3 separate regions of the Mus musculus genome follow, and all the other regions are linked to region 3. Evidence: chromatin contacts called from public HiChIP or PLAC-seq and promoter capture Hi-C data. All regions are on one chromosome and are shown on one strand. The core of a region is the stretch at or near the end of the contact, and the rest is flanking DNA. Distances in the headings are between cores, read along the strand shown. Region 1 holds the start of Pim1 (proviral integration site 1). Region 2 holds the start of Mdga1 (MAM domain containing glycosylphosphatidylinositol anchor 1). Region 3 holds the start of Cmtr1 (cap methyltransferase 1).

Evidence for each region. HiChIP or PLAC-seq counts read pairs in DNA pulled down with a chosen protein or histone mark. Capture Hi-C pulls out chosen DNA fragments and counts their contacts.
Region 1: a promoter capture Hi-C map of pancreatic islet shows a contact between it and region 3. The contact joins the promoter of Pim1 here to the promoter of Cmtr1 in region 3. A contact is called at or near these places in 1 of 39 promoter capture datasets (erythroid cells), 3 of 115 datasets of contacts at active chromatin or transcription factors (effector CD8 T cells, memory CD8 T cells and pancreatic cancer cells) and 2 of 9 other capture datasets (liver and pancreatic islet).
Region 2: an H3K4me3 HiChIP or PLAC-seq map of embryonic forebrain shows a contact between it and region 3, with 4 times the contacts expected there. The contact joins the promoter of Mdga1 here to the promoter of Cmtr1 in region 3. A contact is called at or near these places in 3 of 39 promoter capture datasets (the 3T3-L1 cell line, embryonic stem cells and hippocampal neurons), 13 of 115 datasets of contacts at active chromatin or transcription factors (the HPC-7 cell line, craniofacial prominence, embryonic basal ganglia and 10 more) and 4 of 9 other capture datasets (adipose tissue, embryonic stem cells, liver and 1 more).

What each region holds. Positions count from the first base shown.
Region 1 is chr17:29,489,223-29,492,886 of GRCm38.p6, forward strand. It overlaps Pim1 (proviral integration site 1), which reads left to right and starts at 1,563. Exons shown (of 6, transcript NM_008842.4): 1 at 1,563-2,003; 2 at 2,103-2,209; 3 at 2,298-2,348; 4 at 2,443-2,809. The coding sequence starts at 1,922. It overlaps Gm26885 (predicted gene, 26885), which reads right to left and starts at 2,322. Exons shown (of 4, transcript NR_168683.1): 1 at 1,955-2,322.
Region 2 is chr17:29,886,968-29,890,402 of GRCm38.p6, forward strand. Mdga1 (MAM domain containing glycosylphosphatidylinositol anchor 1) reads right to left here and starts at 1,611. Exons shown (of 17, transcript NM_001368423.1): 1 at 480-1,611. The coding sequence starts at 546. Gm41559 (a long non-coding RNA gene) reads left to right here and starts at 2,934. Exons shown (of 3, transcript XR_003952341.1): 1 at 2,934-3,023.
Region 3 is chr17:29,659,007-29,662,282 of GRCm38.p6, forward strand. Cmtr1 (cap methyltransferase 1) reads left to right here and starts at 1,589. Exons shown (of 24, transcript NM_028791.6): 1 at 1,589-1,765. The region is part of intron 7 of Gm28043 (predicted gene, 28043); the gene reads left to right.

The DNA.
Region 1 (3,664 bases), core at 313-2,812, 170 kb before region 3:
ATGAATGAGTTAGTCCACAGAACACAAACAAAGGGAAATATGTAATGTTTTGTAAGAGGCATCCATAAAAGTTATGGAGTCTCTGGGCATCTTTATAAGCAGCATGGAAAACTTGTAAAGGAAGCATTTAAACGCGTGCGCTAATGACTACATCCACAACAGGCTCGTTCCTCCTTTAAAGATCTCTCAGACCTAAGAACAACAACAAAAATAACGAACAAGGGGTGTAGCTGGCTGTCCATGACTCTGGCCACCAGTATCTCAGTTTATATGGATTACACAGAATGAGAGTTTACCCATTTCCACACGTCGTTATCAACTCTCCATGAAGTTCAAAAGGACAAAAGATGAAAGCGGACTCGGCTAGCTTTCCGTGGTATTTCCACGTGCATGTGGGGACTTTCCTTTGAGACAAGGCTGGGGTGGGGGCCAATAATATCTGGTATCGCCTGACTGCTAATACCAAGCTGATGAGAAGGTAACTACCGCAACAACCTCTGATTAAACCCAGCGGCACCCTCCCACCCTCGCCCGCGATCAGGAATTTTCCTGCTCCTCCCGCCCTCTCAGAAGGGGCTGAGGCAGCATTTGGCAAGAGAAAGCTAACGTTTGTGTCGTGATTTCCTCTCTCAGGCGCTCGGACATGGACCGAGGGGATCAGGTACCCCGGGTCCCTTCTAATTCTCTCTGCATTTCTAAATTGAGAATCTTTGTCACCGGCTCCTCGCATCCCAGGTCTCCCCCACTTTTCCTCGCAGGCCTGTGACTGGCCTCGGTGTGCAAAATGCCGGTGACTCACGTCTTGCACAGCCTTCGCCCCCAAAAACACAATCATCACCCCCAGGATCTAGCCCACATAACATCGTCAACCCGCCCCAGCAGCCTTGGAGGTCTCCGGGCTGAGTCACACCAGAGGACCACCCTGGTCGGCATCCACACACACGCGGTCCCTACTCATGGCTTCCGCGCCCGCCACACCAACGCCCTTCCATTTCTCACAACTTGCTACGCTCCAGCTCCAATCCTCGACCCCCCTCCACAACCCAAATCTCCGGGAAACACAGAGCCGGCAGAGCTGGCCTCGGGCGGCCTTTGATGGCTTTGTTATTGTTTGGGTTTGAATCGATACGCCCCTCCCCATCCTTCCTCCCCCGCCCGCGCGCGCCACCCAGCTCCCGCCTCCCTGCACGCCCAGCGCCCCTCCCCCTCCGTTTTGGCGCCTTTTCCTTCCCGCCACGTCGTGGCGGCGTTAGCGACCATTCTGACCGCGAGGCGAGAGGCGGGGCCCGCAACGCCTTATGCAAATAGGGCGTCTTCTGGTTGGCTGAAGCCGCGCCCGAGGGCGGGGCCGGGGAGAGGGGTGTAGCCGCGAGGGGGCGGAGCGGAGGGGAGCGGCCCTGGTCCCGCCGCCTCCCCGCCCCCTCTCCGCCCTCCGCCGCCGAGCCAGCCCGGCTCCCCACCTCGGCCTCCCGGAGAGGCCCCGCCCCGTCCCCGCCCGCCGCGCGCGCCCTCCCCAGCGGCGCGCTCCGCCCCTTTACTCCTGGCGGCGGGGCGAGCCGGGCGTCTGCAGCAGCGGCCGTGGCGGCGGAGGAGGCTGGAGGGGAGTCGGCAGTGCCGGCGGCGGGATCGGCAGTAGCAGCAGCAGCAGCAGTCACAGTCAGCAGCAGCCCTGGGTCCCGCAGCGCCTCTCGCCCTGCCGCCTCCCGCACTGCCTGACCCAGCCGGCGAACCCGCCCGCGGCCAGCCCCGCCAGCGCCCTCAGTCGTCCTCCGACTCGCCCTCGGCCTTGCGCGCCAGCCGCAGCCAGAGCCGCAACGCCACCCGCAGTCTGAGTCCCGGCCGTCGGCTCAGCCCCAGCTCGCTCCGCCGCCGCTGCTGCTCGTCCCGGCACCGGCGCCGCACCGACACCCTGGAGGTGGGGATGCTCCTGTCCAAGATCAACTCCCTGGCCCACCTGCGCGCCGCGCCCTGCAACGACCTGCACGCCACCAAGCTGGCGCCGGGTGAGTGTCCCCACCCCACCCTGGGCGCGCGGGTCGTTGGGACGCCGGGAGACCCCCGCGTGGGTCGAGCGCGCTGAGTGTCCCGTGCCTCTTTCCTAGGCAAAGAGAAGGAGCCCCTGGAGTCGCAGTACCAGGTGGGCCCGCTGTTGGGCAGCGGTGGCTTCGGCTCGGTCTACTCTGGCATCCGCGTCGCCGACAACTTGCCGGTGAGTGGGCAACGCCGCCTCGGGGAGGGCGCGCGGAGGGATGCTTTGAGCAGGAGGGTCTGATGGAGACTCGGGGGTCTTCTTCCAGGTGGCCATTAAGCACGTGGAGAAGGACCGGATTTCCGATTGGGGAGAACTGGTGAGTGAGCCGGAGCCAGAGACCCTCTCATGGGTGGGTGGGTGGCGACGGGCGTGCCGGAACCGGCGCGCTAACCCTCGCCCTCACTCTGCAGCCCAATGGCACCCGAGTGCCCATGGAAGTGGTCCTGTTGAAGAAGGTGAGCTCGGACTTCTCGGGCGTCATTAGACTTCTGGACTGGTTCGAGAGGCCCGATAGTTTCGTGCTGATCCTGGAGAGGCCCGAACCGGTGCAAGACCTCTTCGACTTTATCACCGAACGAGGAGCCCTACAGGAGGACCTGGCCCGAGGATTCTTCTGGCAGGTGCTGGAGGCCGTGCGGCATTGCCACAACTGCGGGGTTCTCCACCGCGACATCAAGGACGAGAACATCTTAATCGACCTGAGCCGCGGCGAAATCAAACTCATCGACTTCGGGTCGGGGGCGCTGCTCAAGGACACAGTCTACACGGACTTTGATGGTGAGCCAGGCCCCGGGGAGGGAGCTGCCCAAGGTGCCGGCCTGGAAGCCTCTGGCGGCCTCGGCTCCGGCCCTTTGTAAAGGTCATTGGGCCGCCTGGCTCAGAGCTGGCAGGGGTGGGGCAGAGGCGAGCTTCCCGGCATAGTACAGCCGGGGATTTCGAGCTGGTTGAACGAACCTGCAACATTTCTGGCGTGATTGGGGTTTTGTTGTTGTTGTTGTTTTTGTTGTTGCTGCTGGTGTTTGCTTGTTTTTCTTTTCAGCAGGAATTTATTAAATTCCATGCTTTCCCGGTGAATAAGAGGTCGTGGGTAGCCGGCTGTAGCCCAGATTTCTAAAGTATGACCCACTTTTCCCTCCAGTAGGAGGTGGAGCCGTTGGTGGCGGGAGACATTGGTGCTGATTTTTTTCTTTTTCTTTTTCTTTTTTTTTTTTTTTCTTTTGTAGTTTTGTTTTGTGGGGGAGTTTTAAGGTAGTTCTTAGAACTGCAGGGTTTTGTTTTGTTTTGTTTTGTTTTGCTTTTGAGGGTAAAGGAATAAGAGCCGCGGTTTCACCCCACTTGGGGGTGTTGTGGGGTGACGAGGCCTGGAATGAATGTTGTGAAATAAGATCTGTTGCTGGTTTGAAAATTAGTTGGGAGTCTCCGCTGGGAGGATGAAAACCTATCTACCATAGGGAGGGGCTTGGATCGCGTTCTTTCAGCAGTGGAGGGCAGGAATAGTAGATCAAAGCGCGAGGGTGGGTCACGATCCGAGTGGCTCACCCGGACAAACTATGGCCTTTCAAAACTTGTGACTCTGGCTTGTGGTTTGAATTTCTTTGGAGGATGCCGGGCTGGGCTGCGTTTTTTGTATTT
Region 2 (3,435 bases), core at 361-2,860, 230 kb after region 3:
AGGCGATCGAGCCGCGGCCACTGCCCGGAAGGCGAGCCAGCCTCAGGGCCGCGGTGCTGGAGAGCTTCTCGCCCGCCAGCCGCGCACAACTCCGGATCGCTCATCGCCCGCTTCCACTCGGGAGGCTGAGCCGAGGGAGGAAAAGGATTCCGTGGGAACAGCTGCCCCAGCCCAGAGCTTGGGCTCTTCCCGGGTCTCCTGAGCTCACTGTATTATTCTCCCAAGACTTCCGGATCTCTCTAACCCCTGGAAAGATTTCGGAAAGCCGAGACCTTACCCCGGCATCCCCAGCCTCACACCAATAGCCTAGGACCGCTTCTTGGGCTCGGGAGCAGCCTGCTCGGTCTCCCGGCGCCCAGGCGAGGGCGGAGACGCGGCCATCAGTGCATCCACCAAGCCCCGGCAGCGCGCACTTTGAGCAAGATCTTGTAAAGTTTCCGGGCGGCTCCGCCAGGGTAGAGCGGGACGCTGGCTCTTACCATAGACTCCTTGTCCCCGACAGTGGAAGGGGATAAGCGCCAGAAGTAGAAGACAGGTCACCTCCATCTTCACGGCCAGTGCTTCATCCCCGCGAGGCGGCGCAGCCTGAGAGGCGGCGGGGGGCGCATCCGCCGGGGCACCGCTTTGCCCTCTGCGTTCCCTCCTTTTCCCTGAGTCGCGACGGAGAGGGCGGCGACCGAGACTAGGAGTCTGAGCAAGCCGCGACTCGGCTCTGTCCTCTTCCCACAGGGCGGCTGCCCGGGTGGAGACGCAGGGGGCGCTGCCCCAGACCTTGAAGCCTCTGCGCACCGGGCGCAGCAGCCAGCTCCCTGGCCCAGAAAGCTCGGCCACCGAGCAGTCCTAGGTCCCCAGGGCTGTCCACCGAGGGTGCTGAACGCGGGGGGACCTCTCTGCTGCGGCGGCCGCGCTCCGATCCAACAGGCCACCGATGCCTGACAAACTTGTCTTTTCCCCGCCCAGGGGACGCCCCTCCGCGGAGCCAGGCCAGGAGGCCCGGACTCTGCTTTGGTTAATCCGCTGGCTCCAGTCCTGCAGTAGGTGTGGAGGGCTCCGCAGCCCGACCCAAGGGAGCCGGGCTGGGCGCCCTTCCCGGAGGCGAGGGCGCCGGGTCCCGGTCCTCTGGAGCGCTGGAGCAGCGAGGACTAGGTTCGGCAGCGGGGCGAGCGCTCCGGGTCCCCGAGTCCGCGAAGTTAGCCGAGCCGCCGCCGAGGAATCCGGGGGAGGCGATCGCGTCCCGGCGCCCCCGCGGGAATCCAGAGAACGGTTCCAAAGCAAGAGGGACCGCAGCCAGCAAGGGAAAGAGGAAAGTTTGAGTCCTTTGAAAATAATTCGCGCTCTTGCGGAGGCCCGGGCTCAGGAGCTGCTGGCCGCCTCCTCTCTCCCCGCTCCTCTCCCGCCGTCTGGCCGCCGCCGTGGCATTCCCGGGCTCCGCGATCTCGGGAGAGCGGGGCTGCGCCGCGCCCCAAGTTGGGCGTCCCCGCCCCCCTCCCGGCGGCCTGGGCCCGAGAGGGCCCCAGCGGGCGGGGCCGGGCGGGCTCCGGGGCACCGCGGCCACTCCGGCTCCGGGGCCGCGGGAGCGCTCCGCTCGCTCCCTAACTTGGGCTTCGCTGTGCTGCTTTCTGGTCCCTCCGAGCTTTTCATTCCGCGCTTCCTCCACCTCCCCATCACCACCACCCCGCCTCCCGCTCTCCCTCCTCCCTTCTTCCCTCCTCCCATCTCCGCGATCGGTCTCTCGCTCTCCCACCCTTTGTCGCTCGCTCGCTCTCCTGTTTGATTCCCCTCCAGTTAAAAAAAGGGGAGCCAATTAAAGGCAGCCCAGCTCGCCCGGCCCAGCCTCTGTCCAATTTCCTTGCTTCCCCCAGGACCAATTAGAGAAAACAAAACAGGGCTGGGGGAAGCAGTCTCTCTCTCTCTCTCTCTCTCTCTCTCTCTCTCTCTCTCTCTCTCTCTCTCTCTCTTTCCCCGCCCCCCCCATCTCTCTCTCCCTATCTCCGCCTCCCCCACCAGCCCCCTGGCAGAAAAATGTCAGAAAGCAGCAATGGATCCATCTATCCCGAGGACAGTAGCGGGAACGTGGGTTCGGCGCGGGCTCTGCAGCCGCGCACTCGCACACGCTCTCCGCCCTCCCTTGCACAGCCCAGGCTGGCAAAGCCCTGGCCGGGTGCAAACGCTCGCCGCACGCTCGCCGGGCAAGCACCGGCGGCTGGTTGCTGGGACGCAAGCCTGCAGGGCACTGGACACTTAATGAATGTTTTGCACTTTGGAGAAGGTGATACTGGAGCCTAGGATCGGAGGGAAAGGCCAAGGCGTCTGCTTCTCCTAGACCAGAGCTGGCGCGAGAGGCGGTTGCCTGCTGTCGCTCTGCAGGGATGTTGGCTCGGCTTGGGAATCCCGCCACCTCCACCACCACTACCCGCCCCTGGCAGAGCCCCAGCCCCTTTCCAAGCTGCCTCGGCCTCTCCCCGGGTCGGGCGCCGGGGACGCTGCCAGAGGCACTGAGGAGGAGGACGCGCTTGCAGCTTGCAGTGTCCTAGCTGAGGCCCACAGGTTGCCAACAGGTTTGCCAGCAAGACCCCAGTGCCAGAGCTCCACAGGGACACCCAGGGTCCCCTTCAGCCCGCTTCTCTCAAATCCTGCCTACCCGTGAGACCTCAGGCGTGGCCAAGTGCCCTAGGGGTGCTCGCGCTTCCTGCAGCCAAGCCGGGAAGCCTGTCTCCCCCCACTTCGAGACTCCGTCACCTTAACCCGGCCCTCCCCGAAGCTGTGACCAAGATGTAGTTCCTTCCAGACGCCCTTGGGGAGGGGCGTGGGCTGGGCAGAGAGGCGCACGACCTCCCTGGCGCCTCCGATAGCGTCCTCCCTCCAACCCGGTCCTGCTAATCTTACCTGCTCCACCTGTCGCCGTTATTTATCTCGGCGTGAGCGCAGGGATTGTACTAGAGCGGCCCGTGGGAGCGCGGACAGCACAGCCGCAGCAGCTAACAAGCTCGGAGGTTAGATCCTGTTCAGGATCTGCTGCAATGGTGGGTCCATGACCTCAGGCATCTGTCCAAACTCAAAGACCTGTTTCTGATCACCCAAAGAGTTGATTCTCTTGCATGTAAATCAGCGCATGAATTAAAAATATTAATTATAAATCCCTCCCTCTCCAAGCCCACTCCCACCGGGATGTTTCTCCTCTGACCCTCCTGGGCAAACATAACCTGTTAAGGAGGAGTGGAAAGCACAAGGTGTTGCCTGGTAGATGGGGAGGGGCGCCATCAGCCTGACTCTTCTCAGTTTGCTTATGGTTCATCCAGGCTACCCGCCCTTGTTCCTGGCTCCTTTGTTTCTTTCCTACTCTTACTAGGGGTGGGAGTCCAATGCTCAGTTAAGGGTGTCCAAACTCAACTCAGCAGATGCCAACTAGAGATTTATTGAATGAATGAATGAATG
Region 3 (3,276 bases), core at 339-2,838:
CCAGCCACCTGGGAAAGGGGCTGCAGAGATGGTTCAGGGGTTAAGAGCACTTACCGCTCTTCCAGACCTGGGTTCAGCACAGCACCCACAACTATCTGTAATTCAAGTTCCAGGGGATCCGATGCTGTCTTCTGGCTTACAAGGGTACTATATGCATGTGGCATACATACATACGTGCATGAAGGACACGCATACACATAAAATAAAAATAAAATCCTTTTTTTTTTTAAAAAAAGCAGCATTATGGGAGAACATATGTTGACATTTGAAGTCTCGGGGTTTAAGAGACAAACGCAGCTGAGAATGTCCAACAAAGTTATATTGGTCTGAAAATGGGAAGAGGAGTTAGAGTTACAGCCCATCTCAGTGCATATGGTCAAATGCCACAGATGCCATTATTTCTTTTAGTCTGAGGCATTGAGAATCAGATCTAGGATCTGGTGTGTACCGGACGAACAGTCTTGACACTGAGCTATGCCTAGTCCAATGTTAAATATGTCCTATGGAACAGGAACAGGTCTTTGACCTTGGCCAGTTTGTGTCTCTGACTGTATTCTTTTTTGTTGTTGTTGTTGTTTGTTTTGTTTTTCGAGACAGGGTTTCTCTGTGTAGCCCTGGCTGTCCTGGAACTCACTTTGTAGACCAGGCTGGCCTCGAACTCAGAAATAGGCCTGCCTCTGCCTCCCGAGTGCTGGGATTAAAGGCGTGTGCCACCACGCCCGGCTCCTCTGACTGTATTCTTAAATCTATATAATGACGATACTGTAGTAAGCTACCAAACTAGTTACGCCATGTTGTGAAACACTTTCTAGGATTTTTTTTTCCCACTTTCCAAGTCAGGGTCTTACAATATATCCCTGGCTGTCCTGGAAGTAGCTATGTAGACTAGGCTGGCTTCGAACTCACAGAGATATGCCTGTCTCTGCTTTCTGAGTGCTGGCATTAAAGGTGTTCGACACTACCACCTAGCTCCTAAGAATACTTTCATTGCTAAAACTATTTTGGGCAAAAATTCGTCTCCGGTCACTTCGACCAGTCATTAAATCTTATGCTAAACTGGTCTCTTGATCAGCCATAAATTTCTATACCATGTGATTGTGATTCTGACCTAAAGGTTAACTGCCTGACCATTTAATTGTTATCACTCTGCTTCTGAAAAGAAAAAAAAAGCAATGTTTGCTTGTTGCACATGTTTGGAGCTGCCTTTCTGTATACATCACAGTTGCAGTCCTTGTCTTTAAAATGTCGAACAAACTGGAGGTCCGAGGGTGCTTCCCGCTCCTCTGCCTGAGACAGCCCCACCGGTGGTAATAAATAATAAAGACTCCACATGATTTATTAAGACATCTTGGGAGTTTTCCTTCTTCAGGTAATCCATAACAAGATGAATAAACTGAGGTGAAGTATTGATTTCCCTTCTTTAGGGCGAGAGTAGACAAGGGTTATTTTCCTAGTGGCTTTTCTCTGCCCCCCCATTCTTTCGCGGTCCCCCTTCCGCGCAGGCGCCTCGGGTCCTGCGCGCTGTGCGACCTGGGCAGTTCCCCAGGGCCAAGCCTGAGCCCAGCGGGGGCGGGGCTGGCGGGCTCGTGACGTTATCAAGCGGCGCCGCCCGCGGGGCGGGTTCCGAGCGCGACCGCGCAGCTAGCCGGCCCTGCGAGGAAAACGAAAGTGAGGGAGGAGGAGGTTGCAGGGCCAGCCTGGGCGGCGACAGTGGCGGCCTGGTCCCTCGTCTCCGCTCGCCGGCTACTCGCCCCATCCCCTCAGCGTGAGTGCAGGCGCGCGGCCCCGGGGGTGCGAGCGGGCGGGCGCACGGGCACAGCATCCTTCCCCTGCGGCGGCCGCTTTGCCCGCTTTCGGGTAGCCTCTCTCTGCTCCTGCCCCCTGTCTTGTCCCCAGCAACCTCTCGGAGCCGAGGTTGCCGCTGCTGCTGGTCGCCGCGCACACAGTATCACACCTGACGTTTCCAAAGGAGAAGCTCCGTCGGGGAGATGGCGTTCCCTTCTTTCCCCTCTGCATACGGGGGTTAGCAGCGCTTAGAAGTGCCTGGTCACAGCGCGTCTGCCATTGTAGGTCACTCGATAGCCCTTTGGCCTTCCCCTGGCCGAGGAAATGAGAGGATTGGCTTGGATTCCCTGCGAGGCCCCAGTCGAAGGTGCTGTGGTGGAGGGGGACGTTCGTATCTGCCGCCTTGCCCTTCTACAAAGCTGTTTCCTGTTCTCTCACTTGCCCCATCGCAGACCACACTGAGTTCCCAGTGGCACCCCCCACCCCCGCTTCACCCACACCCACCGGGACGACTTAAGAGTTAAATGAGACCCATTTTATGTGCTGTGAAGCCTCAGCGATGAGCTTTCCAGTAGGCTCACCTATCTGTGATGTCAAGTAAAAATGTGGCTCCTCGGGCCTGGCTTTCTGTTGGCTCAGTCGCCTGGCTTTCCTGCTTTCCTCTAATAGGCACTGCTACTGTCACTTAGGAAATTGCCACCTGAGATTGGGATGATCGTACATTGGGTCCACAGGTTCATCCTCGGGCTGGAAATACGGAAACCTTTTGCTAGGTTTCAAGGGGAGGGATTGCTATATCCCTTCAAATTCCATTACTTTCTTACCTCGACTGCTGATGCTCATTCTCCCTCCACCCCAGCAAATATTTTGAAATAAGTTGAACTGGCTCTGATTTTCATAGACAATATTGAGTATCAGTTCATAGTCAAAACAACACATGGTCTTAAAACTATATGTCTGACTCAAACGCCAGAGAAGTCTGTTCTTGTATCCCAGCGTCCCTGTTCCCCAAAGATACCAGTGTACCTCCAACTTTTAAGTCTTTTCTCTTTTCTGAGTTCTTTGAATACACTACTTTTCCTGAAGATTTTGTAATTTTTTTTTGACTTTTTGAGACAGGGTTTCTCTGTGTAGCCCTGGCTGTCCTGGAACTCTGTAGACCAGGCTGGCCTCCAACTCAGAAATTCGCCTGCCTCTGCCTCCCAAGTGCTGGAATTAGAGGTGTGCACAACCACGCCCGGCCTGTAATTCTTTTTTTTTTTTTTAAAGATTTTTTTCGACTGTTTTAAATAGGCATGTGGGTACCTGCATAGGCCAGAGGTGTCTGTTTCCCTGGAGCTAGAGTTCTAGGCAGTTGCGAGTTGTCTGGTGTGGGTGCTGGGAATTGAATTTAAGACATACACATGTCTCCAGCTCCTCGTCCTTTTTTTTTTTTTTTTTTTTTTTTTCTTTTTTTAAACTTTATGCTTCTCATAAACCAGCTCCTGGCCA